Regions from separate parts of the Zea mays genome. Here region 1 is linked to region 2. A link is a contact called in public Hi-C data. All regions are on one chromosome and are shown on one strand. The core of a region is the stretch at or near the end of the contact, and the rest is flanking DNA. Distances in the headings are between cores, read along the strand shown.

The links. Hi-C and Micro-C count contacts between places; a contact is called where the count stands out from the background.
Region 1: a Hi-C map of endosperm shows a contact between it and region 2, with 2.4 times the contacts expected there. The contact joins the promoter of LOC100276684 here to the promoter of LOC100284257 in region 2. A contact is called at or near these places in 4 of 25 Hi-C or Micro-C datasets (ear, endosperm, leaf and 1 more).

Annotation. Positions count from the first base shown.
Region 1 is chr3:12,249,854-12,254,382 of Zm-B73-REFERENCE-NAM-5.0, forward strand. LOC100276684 (Dol-P-Man:Man(5)GlcNAc(2)-PP-Dol alpha-13-mannosyltransferase) reads left to right here and starts at 1,799. Exons shown (of 13, transcript NM_001150411.2): 1 at 1,799-1,986; 2 at 2,077-2,111; 3 at 2,236-2,373; 4 at 2,490-2,558; 5 at 3,715-3,872; 6 at 3,993-4,059; 7 at 4,142-4,195; 8 at 4,493-4,529. The coding sequence starts at 1,824. LOC103649694 (phosphoenolpyruvate/phosphate translocator 3, chloroplastic) reads right to left here and starts at 1,534. Exons shown (of 9, transcript XM_008675425.4): 1 at 250-1,534; 2 at 17-145. The coding sequence starts at 651.
Region 2 is chr3:12,007,500-12,011,784 of Zm-B73-REFERENCE-NAM-5.0, forward strand. It overlaps LOC100284257, which reads left to right and starts at 2,453. Exons shown (of 5, transcript NM_001147847.1): 1 at 2,453-2,809; 2 at 2,913-2,961. The coding sequence starts at 2,645.

The DNA.
Region 1 (4,529 bases), core at 549-3,048, 240 kb after region 2:
AGGAGAATGGCCTCACCTGCGCAGCGGAGAGCCTGGGCGCCGGGTGGAGCCTGGTGGCCCACATGAGGAAGATGAGCAGGGAGCCGAACGCGAGCTGGAAGGCTGTGATGGTGTACGGCAGCGGCAACGGCAGCGCGCCGAGAACCTGCAACGGGGGACGACGGTTGGTGTTGATCATCAGGGGGGGAGAAGAGTGGAGGGGATCTGAGGATCTCTTGAGATGCTGCGGTGAACGGCCGCCGGCCAGACCTGCTTGTTGTAGATGTTGAAGTAGATGTTGAGCAGGTACCACGCGACGATCATGGCGCCCAGCTGCGCCGTGGCCGCAATGCCACCGCCGTCTGTCGTCACCGCGGCGGCACTCGCGTCGTCCGCCGGCACCGATGCCGCCGCCGCCGCGGCCTTGGCGACCTCCCCATTCTTTCCGCTGCCGGACAGCAGCGGCAGAGGCCTGAGCCGCCCGCCCCCGCGGGCGCGGAGGAGCGGGGCGGCGGTGGCGCCGCGGGGCCCGAAGTGGTTGTAGTAGTAGTCGGAGGAGGAGGCGCCCACGCCGACGTGGCGCGAGGCGAGGACGGCCGCGCGGCCGCGCGTGGCCCGAGCCCAAGAGGCTCCGGAGACAGAGGTCCCCCCCGCCGCCGCGCCCTGCATCATCTTGCGCGGTCTTCCCGCGGAACGGTCGCCGGCCACGCTTAAAATACTCGTGGTCGTGGCCTCGTGGCGCTACGGAAAGGTGGCGCCGGGCGTGAATCTTCCCGGGATCCCGTACTCGTTCGTGCCTGTGGCTCTGGGATTATACCAATACGAGCACGTCGAGTAGTGAGCCAGTGAGACGACGCGAGGCAGGTTGGCAGGGCCCGCAGTGCACAAGCACAATTGGACTTGTTGCGTGGCGGCTTTTCTTTCTTCGTCCGACCTTGGCAGTTGGTCGTGTACTCGTGTCCATGTCGTCGGCAGCTTGACCCTGTTGGATCGGGCACATGTTCCTTTTTTCCTCCGATCCAGAAAGTAGCGTCACCGGTGAGGTGAGCTCAGGAATACATACACGCTTGACGCGGGGGCGGGGACGAGGGAGATAAACGGTCGAAGATCAGGCACATCATAGTGCTCGAGAATTCAATTCGCAAGATGGGGAATAAGGCCAGGGGACATCATATTCATTTCTCTGAAAGAAAAAAGGACTAACGGGAGAAGAGAAGGACGCATCCCACCAGGCGTGCGGCATGCCCTCTCGTGTGCTCGGAGCGTCAGGTCAGCCCGCCTCGTCGGCCATGCTGTGATCTGAAATGAGTCCGGCGGCGCTTTCGTCGCGATAGTGGATCTTTGCTTTCCGCGAACGGGGCCGGCGATAAAGAGGACGAAGCCCCGGTGAGCCATGGGATGGGAATATAAAGAATTCGTTGGTGGTTGGCTGCCAATTCAAGGCGAGAGCGGCGGGGCGCGGGTGGAATCGACCGAAACGCTGTCGTGGCCGTGCAGTGGAGGATGACGCGCGCTCGACGGAGACGGCGACCGCCCGCCGAGTGAGACGACGACGACGACGAAAGTCCGATCGCAGGCCTCGTAGCCCAAAGTCCTTTGCTGGTACAAGTGAGCCGCGATTGCTCTCACGCTTCGGGTAGGGTAGGCCCATTATTCAGACTGGGGGCCGTGTTGGTAAAGGCCCACCTCCCATCTCGGCCCGCCTAACTCACCGGGGCGCACACTTCGGCAGTTGAGAGAACAAACGAACTGGTGGGTGGGTTGGGGGGTCGTCGCCGCCGGCCGGTGGAGTTGCTCGCTCCTGCCTCTTGGATCTGCCGCCCGGTGGTGGCTCGCCGCCAAGGATGGCGCGGGCGGAGAAGATACGCTCCGGTAGCACGGCGTTGGCGACGGCTTCGACGGAGACGCCAGGCAGGTCGACGGACCACCGGAGGGCGCTCTACTTCGCCGCCTTCCTGGTGCTGGCCGACGCCGCGCTCGTCGCCCTCATCGTCGCCTTCGTCCCGTGTCTGTAGCTCCGAGCGCGAAGCCTCATTGCTCAGCTCTCCTTGTCTCTGCGTCGCCGCTAAGCGGGTCTGTTGTTGCTTCTGATTGCAGATACCAAGATCGACTGGGACGCCTACATGTCCCAGGTGCTAGCGCAATTGGGGAGCCTTTTTTTTTATCGTTTCCCCGCTGTTTTGGTTCAAGAGTTTCGAATTTGGGATGGTGGTGTGATCTTGGTTGGCGGCTGCTGGTGTGTGCTTCCTGCGCTAGGTGGACGCTTTTCTGGAGGGGGAGAGGGACTACACCAAGATCGAGGGAGACACAGGGCCATTGGTCTACCCGGCCGGATTCCTCTACGTCTACTCCGCCGTTAAGTTCCTTACGGGAGGCCGCGTCTTCCCTGCTCAGGTCACGGCTCAGCCAAATCTGTTTATCAGCACGAACTCGTTTCTTCTGTTGCTTCCTCCCACCTCATCATGGTCAGATGTCTGGCAGTGTTTTAAGACTGATGAGTTTGTCTGCAGATTTTGTTTGGCGTCTTGTACATTGTCAACTTGAGCCTCACTCTTCTGCTTTACGTCAAGACTGAAGTGGTATATAGTTGTGCAATTGATCACTCTTTTCTAACCTCTGGTTCTGCTATAGTTCAGGGATTCACATCTAAAACTGTCTTTTCCTTAGAGCAACTCCAACCATGAGCCTTATAGTTAAGCCTTATAATTTAATTTACTACCCGTTTCTATTTGTTTAGGGCCCAAATTCAATTATCGATTCCAATCATAGACCCTAAAATAGCTTACGTTTGCAACTACCTCATGTTCGTGTACGTAGCCCCCTCTATTTCCCTCCCACTCTGAACACCATTCCCGCCCTTTTTTCCGATTGCTTCCAGAAAATTGTTGAGCCCTCGCTAGCGGCTGCGACCGTGGGGACGGCGGCCTTTGATCTATCAAGCACCTAGCATATCAAGAGGAGGGGAGATGTGAGACAACAGACAAGAGCCTAGCAAATCAAGAGAGGAGCTGGGAGACGAACCACGGGGAGGCAGGATGATGGAGAGAAGGCGAGATGGAGAGGGGACGATCGTCTTCTTCATCGGCTCGTCGCCGAGAAACGAATGGGGTGACCTAGCGATGAGATTGGGGCGGGCGTGTGGGTCTGGATCGGTGGCGGCGAGGAAGTTGTCTCCGTGAAATGTCCAGCGGAGGTTGGAAAGACCGCGAACAGTATTGGGCCGCACGTTTTGAGTCCCAAATATGCCACTCTTTAGCTTGAGCCCTAAAACATTTACATGAATTTTATTAAAATGAGGCTCCTGTTGGAGCTCCCCTCTCTTGTTTAAGCCTTATATTTCAATTTGTTTCAGTGTTTAGGGCTCCTGTTGGAGTTGCTCTTAGTCCTTTGTTTAGTTCAGCAAGGATAATTTTGACAAACTGATTGATATTATGTCATGACGACTCATCTAGAAACAAATCATTGTTTAGTTTGACTAAGATATAATATCTGTAGTGTTGGCTATTCTTGTCTAAAACAATCGTTTCTTCACTTCCGCAAGACTGCAAGGATAATTCAGTAATTGGTAGTTTGGTAGGCTGTTATGGCGATTCAAACTTTCTTGAGTTTCTTCAATTAAGCTTGTAAAACATCTGTGTGGCCAAGTTTCGATTACATTCTTTGTTCTTTGTTGTTTTTGTATCCACATACCTATTTTGTTTCTGATTCCTTCCTATCTCTCAATAACAATGACAGCTTCCATGGTGGGCTTTAGGTTTGCTTTGTTTGTCCAAGAGGGTTCACTCCATCTTTGTTCTCCGTCTTTTCAATGACTGCTTCGCCATGACATTGCTCCACGCTGCTATGGTTTTGATCATTTATCGCAAGTGGTACCTTGGTCTAGTAGTTTTCAGGTGACCATGGTAGTATGACAGTAAATGGCATTTATCTGCTTCTTCTTTGTTTTAATGTGGCCAAGCTGAAAGAGGTAGGTGGAAAGTATCTGCTCATATTCATTTTCCTTTTTTTTTCAGTGGAGCTGTCTCAATTAAGATGAATGTCCTTCTTTTTGCTCCTTCTTTGCTTCTACTTATGGTCAAGGTACACATTACAATGGCACCATGCTTATATATTTTTATCCTTCCAACTGTCACGCTTACAGCTTACTAAGTTGTTTGTACAGGCCATGAGCATCAAAGGAGTCTTCTTTGCCTTATTGGGAGCTGCTGTCGTACAGGTACATTGTTCCTTTTTCTCAATTAAAACACTCATGCTATTCCACTATTTTTCAATTTGTTTAAATGGTCTTCTTGCACCACATATTATATCGGTTTGACTATGTGTCAGTTTCTTCTAGCTTTACTAGTACAAGTTACTCTTGCTTCACTTGGATATATATAAGGTTAAACTGAATGCTGCCAGGTCTTTTGCAATCCCTTTATCCTTAAACTTGAGTGTGTCTAGTATGTCTGGGGTTAGATGGATACAAGGTATCGCACAGTTTGTACTAATGATTTACAATTCCCATCTGTAGGTTTTGTTGGGTATGCCATTCTTGCTGTCACATCCAG
Region 2 (4,285 bases), core at 1,203-3,702:
TCAAAATTTGCAGTGGAAGCGATTGTCTTTGCTTGAGGATTCCTTTCTAATTTGAGACTACACACATAATAGACTTGAAAATGAAGTTAGTCTCAAAAATGCAAGGGCAGTAGGGGAGTTGCATGTAAGGAGGTTCTCGGGTTGATTTTGCTGCGATGGCGGTCAGACGAGGGATTCTTGCAAGTGCTCTTCCCATAAACTGTAGCAGGTTTTCGAAAGCTAGTGGAACTTTGTAAAGGCCTCGTAGTGGATCCCTAGCCATTCACCTCGTTAGTGTCTAAGGGTCTAGCTAACCCTGGTGACATGGGAAACACGACTTGTGGGTAAAGGGTACAACCTCTGCAGAGTGTAAAACTGGTATACTAGCCGAGCTCACGGTCATGAGCAGCTCAGGACTCTCTGATGATTAATCTATAGAACTTAAATTCAATTTATCATTTGCATTGCATGAGATTTGTTATTAATTTTGTTCTATTATTTTATTATGGTTTGATATTCACTTACACTTAGTAACTGCTAATAAAATTTTGACCAACTTATAAAAGCAATGCTCAGCTTTAACCTCTATTGTTGATCAGCCTTACACTTCATGAACTCCCACCTTTGGTGAGTTCATGTCACATTATTCCCCACAACTTGTTGAGCGATGAACATATGTGAGCTCACCCTTGCTGTCTCACACCCCCACAGGTCAAGAACAGGTACCACTAGATGAGGCGCATGGTGGATGTTGCACTGTGTTCGTGAGAGATCTAGGTCGTCGTCTCCCAGTTGACTCTCTGGCGCCAAGGATGGATTTTAGTGATCCATATCTATCATTTATTTTGTAAGTCTTCCGCTATGTAATAAGTACTCTGATTATATTGTGACATTTATCTCTATACACTCTGTTATTATATATGTTGTCTTCTTTGGCGCATGTATGAGATGCACCCGACTTTGTCCCTTAAAACCGGGTGTGACAAAGAATTAGCTTAAATAAATCAAACACAAGAGCAGAAACACAAAAGCTAATTCGTGAGGTGTTATCATTAGAACGATGACAACTTTGTGAAGCAACTGTTCCTTTTGGTACACAGAGAGAGCGATCTGGACGGCATAGATGGACACAGAGGGGTCATCAGACTTTTTAGCATTGACAAATTTGGTCCGGGATGTGTAAGATATACCTCATGAGCATATTGTCGAATAAACTCTGTGCAGTTCCTAAGTCGACATCAACTGCTGCATCGGAGGTGAGGATGACATGATGGCAGCCAATCAAGGTTGCAAAGACTGGCAAAAGGAAAGGAGACTCATCCCCACGCCCCCAACATTCAAGCATTCTAGATCTACACAGGGTATAATGAACTGATCTAGATCTGCACCTAGTGGATATGGACAAAGGACAGAGAGAGCTGTTCACACCCACGAGAGAGAATAAAAGCGGTCGCGTCAGATCCTACCATGCTTCTAGCCTGCGTTCGTCACTGTCCAAGAAGCAGCAAGAATAGAAAAAAGAAATCCTAGCAAGAAGAAGGTGCGGAAGAGGAGCTAGATTTACCCGACAAAATCACTGGGGGAGGGGTGTGCGGCGACTGGCGAAGTGGTGGCGGCGTGTCCGTGTAGGGATGGCAACGGGTACATACCCGTCGGGTAGTGTCGTTCCATACCTATACCTATCAAAAAAATTTCTACCCGTCAGGTTACCCATATATGCTCGTGGGTATAAAATCCTACCCATACCCGTACCCGTGCGGGTAATTTTACCCGTCGGATAACCCGTACCCGCTAGGAAAGTCTTAAATTCTAATATATCAATCACTCAAAACATTAAATAAACATAAAAAACAAGTCAAACTTTACATATAACAAATCATATGATTACATAACTTGGTAGCTAGACAAATGATAGCTAGAGAAGATTTTTATTTTAGCTAAGATGGACTATATTAGATGATTATAGTGGTATTGTTGCAGGTATATTCTATCCATGAGTAGATAGGTATGGGTAGTACCAACTCGTACCCGTACCCGTTTATCCAACGGGTGGAGGATCTTGCCCATTAACATACCTACGGATAGAGAAATCATCTTATACCCGCCTTTATATCGAGTAAAACCTGTCGGGTAGTCGGGCTTCAGGTATCCATTGCCATCTCTACGGCCGTGATAGAGGAGGCGAGAGGAAGAGACGATTCGGGGATAGCCGCCCGACGTCTAAAGGTCGGACGAGTTTCCACGCGTAAGTTGCGCTCAGAATGGGCCAGTATACCTTCGAGGCCGGTTTCCAAACAGGATGGAGTGATGGTCGGTGAAAATTTAGCGTATGGATTAGCGACACAGGGAAAACACCGGGTTCCGGGCGGGAAAAGCGGCTGCCAAATCAGCCCTGAGTGGGCCCGCTTCCATTTGGGCTGCTTGAATCGTCGGCTAAGGAGGTTGGGCCGAGACATCCCATCGCCGGTTCCGTCAAGCCCACGCATCATCACTCGCGCGCGGGGCCGTCCGACCGGGCTCTCCTCCCTCGTTTTACCCGCACCCGCCGCAACGCCGAGAAGACGCGAGAGGGAGGGAGGAGGTGAGCCACCGGAAGCGGAGACGTGAGCAGTCGACCAACCCCGTCGATCCGGCTGCGGCCCGGCGTGCTAGATCGCTACCGATCATGGTGGTGGAGGAGATCGCCGAGGGGGTGAAGAACCTCACCGTTACCGGAGACGCGGCGGCTTCAGGCGGAGAGGGGCAGAGGAGGGGCGGCGGCGGCAGCAGCAACCGCATCCAGGTGTCCAACACCAAGAAACCCCTCTTCTTCTACGTCAACCTCGCCAAGGTACGGCTGCCCCTCTCTCCCTACGCGCCGCATCTTTCCGTGATACTCCTGCCCACCCGCCGCTTCCGGATTCTGGCTGATTTGGTTGCTTCGGTCCGTGCAGAGGTATATGCAACAGCACGAAGATGTAGAGCTATCCGCTCTTGGAATGGGTGCGTCCCTCCTTCGTCCTTCTTTCTAACTTATTTTTGCACTATATTTATTACTGGTGAAGTTAATTTAGGCATTGTCGCTTGACATTGATGCCTCTATCCGCGAATTTGGTCTATGTTATTAAGTACGCCGATAAATATGATGTACAAGACGCAGAATGCGTCGGCGCGGCGTGTCTTCTTTTCTGTATGTTTCTCAATGCTGGATCTGTGTTGGTTATTATTGCTAAAACCTTAGCTTTTATGTCAGTTAGGGTCCCTTTGCTAGGGCTTACAAAAGGCTCTGGCTTTGGCTTCTGAAGAAATCATACCAAACGGGGTAAAAAGAAAACCGGTTTCTCACTGAAACCACCAAGGAGCCGGAGCCCAAAATATTAACTTGCACCAGCTCCTCTAAAAAATGCTCTACGAAACCCTTTTGTCAAATATCTTTCTACAAAGTGTTCTGGCTCTACCAGAGAAGTGTAAGTACCGTGTGATTGTGGCTAGGGTTCCTGAGAAATTACTGGTGAAGGGGGGGGGGGATTAGGTGAAGGATTATGGGCCTCGTTATTGGGCCTTTAGTCATTTGTACTAGTATAAATACTACCTTTTGTACTGAGACAATCATCAAATAATCAGAAATACCAGATCCACACATTTCTTACCTGTTCCAACTCACCTGGGAACTGACGCTCGCAAGAACTCACCGGAGTTCTTCTGTCAATCTGCTCACGACGAGGAAGGCGAGCGTCCTCCGTCCAGGGGCTGTGACAAGAAGCTACTCCAGGAGAGGAGCTAAATCTGATGCCATTTTAGGACCTGGAGCCCTAGCAAACTTTCCCTTAGTGTTCCTAGGCGGCATTTGCCTTGTGACACGCAGAGCACAGCTTAGAATTTGGTCTAGCAAATTGCCAGATTTATTGTCCGAGGAAAAACTTACCAAGTTTGAGTCAAGTGCTATGCAATGCATTGTTTTTTTTTGACGAAGGGGCATAGCCCCCTATTTCATTAGGAAATAGGTAAAGAGTCATTACAGACCACCATGATGGAGAGCAACCCATCACCAAAAGTAGTAACTAGTGGAACTAACCTCTACAATCTAACAAGGATATGCAAAGATCAGACTCCACTAGCACCCAACCAGAAAGCTCCACAGTTTTTAAGCCAAGCTTATTTACAAAGGCCACAGGCCAAAGGCAGTAACCCAGCTAAAACCAACCTAGATGCAACTAACCCACCAACATAACATCCAAAAGAACTTGAGCTACGATGACCACCAGAAGGAGCATGAAGTGCCAAAAGGAGTCTTCAAACAGTAATGCGACGGTCCCTCGGACACCAT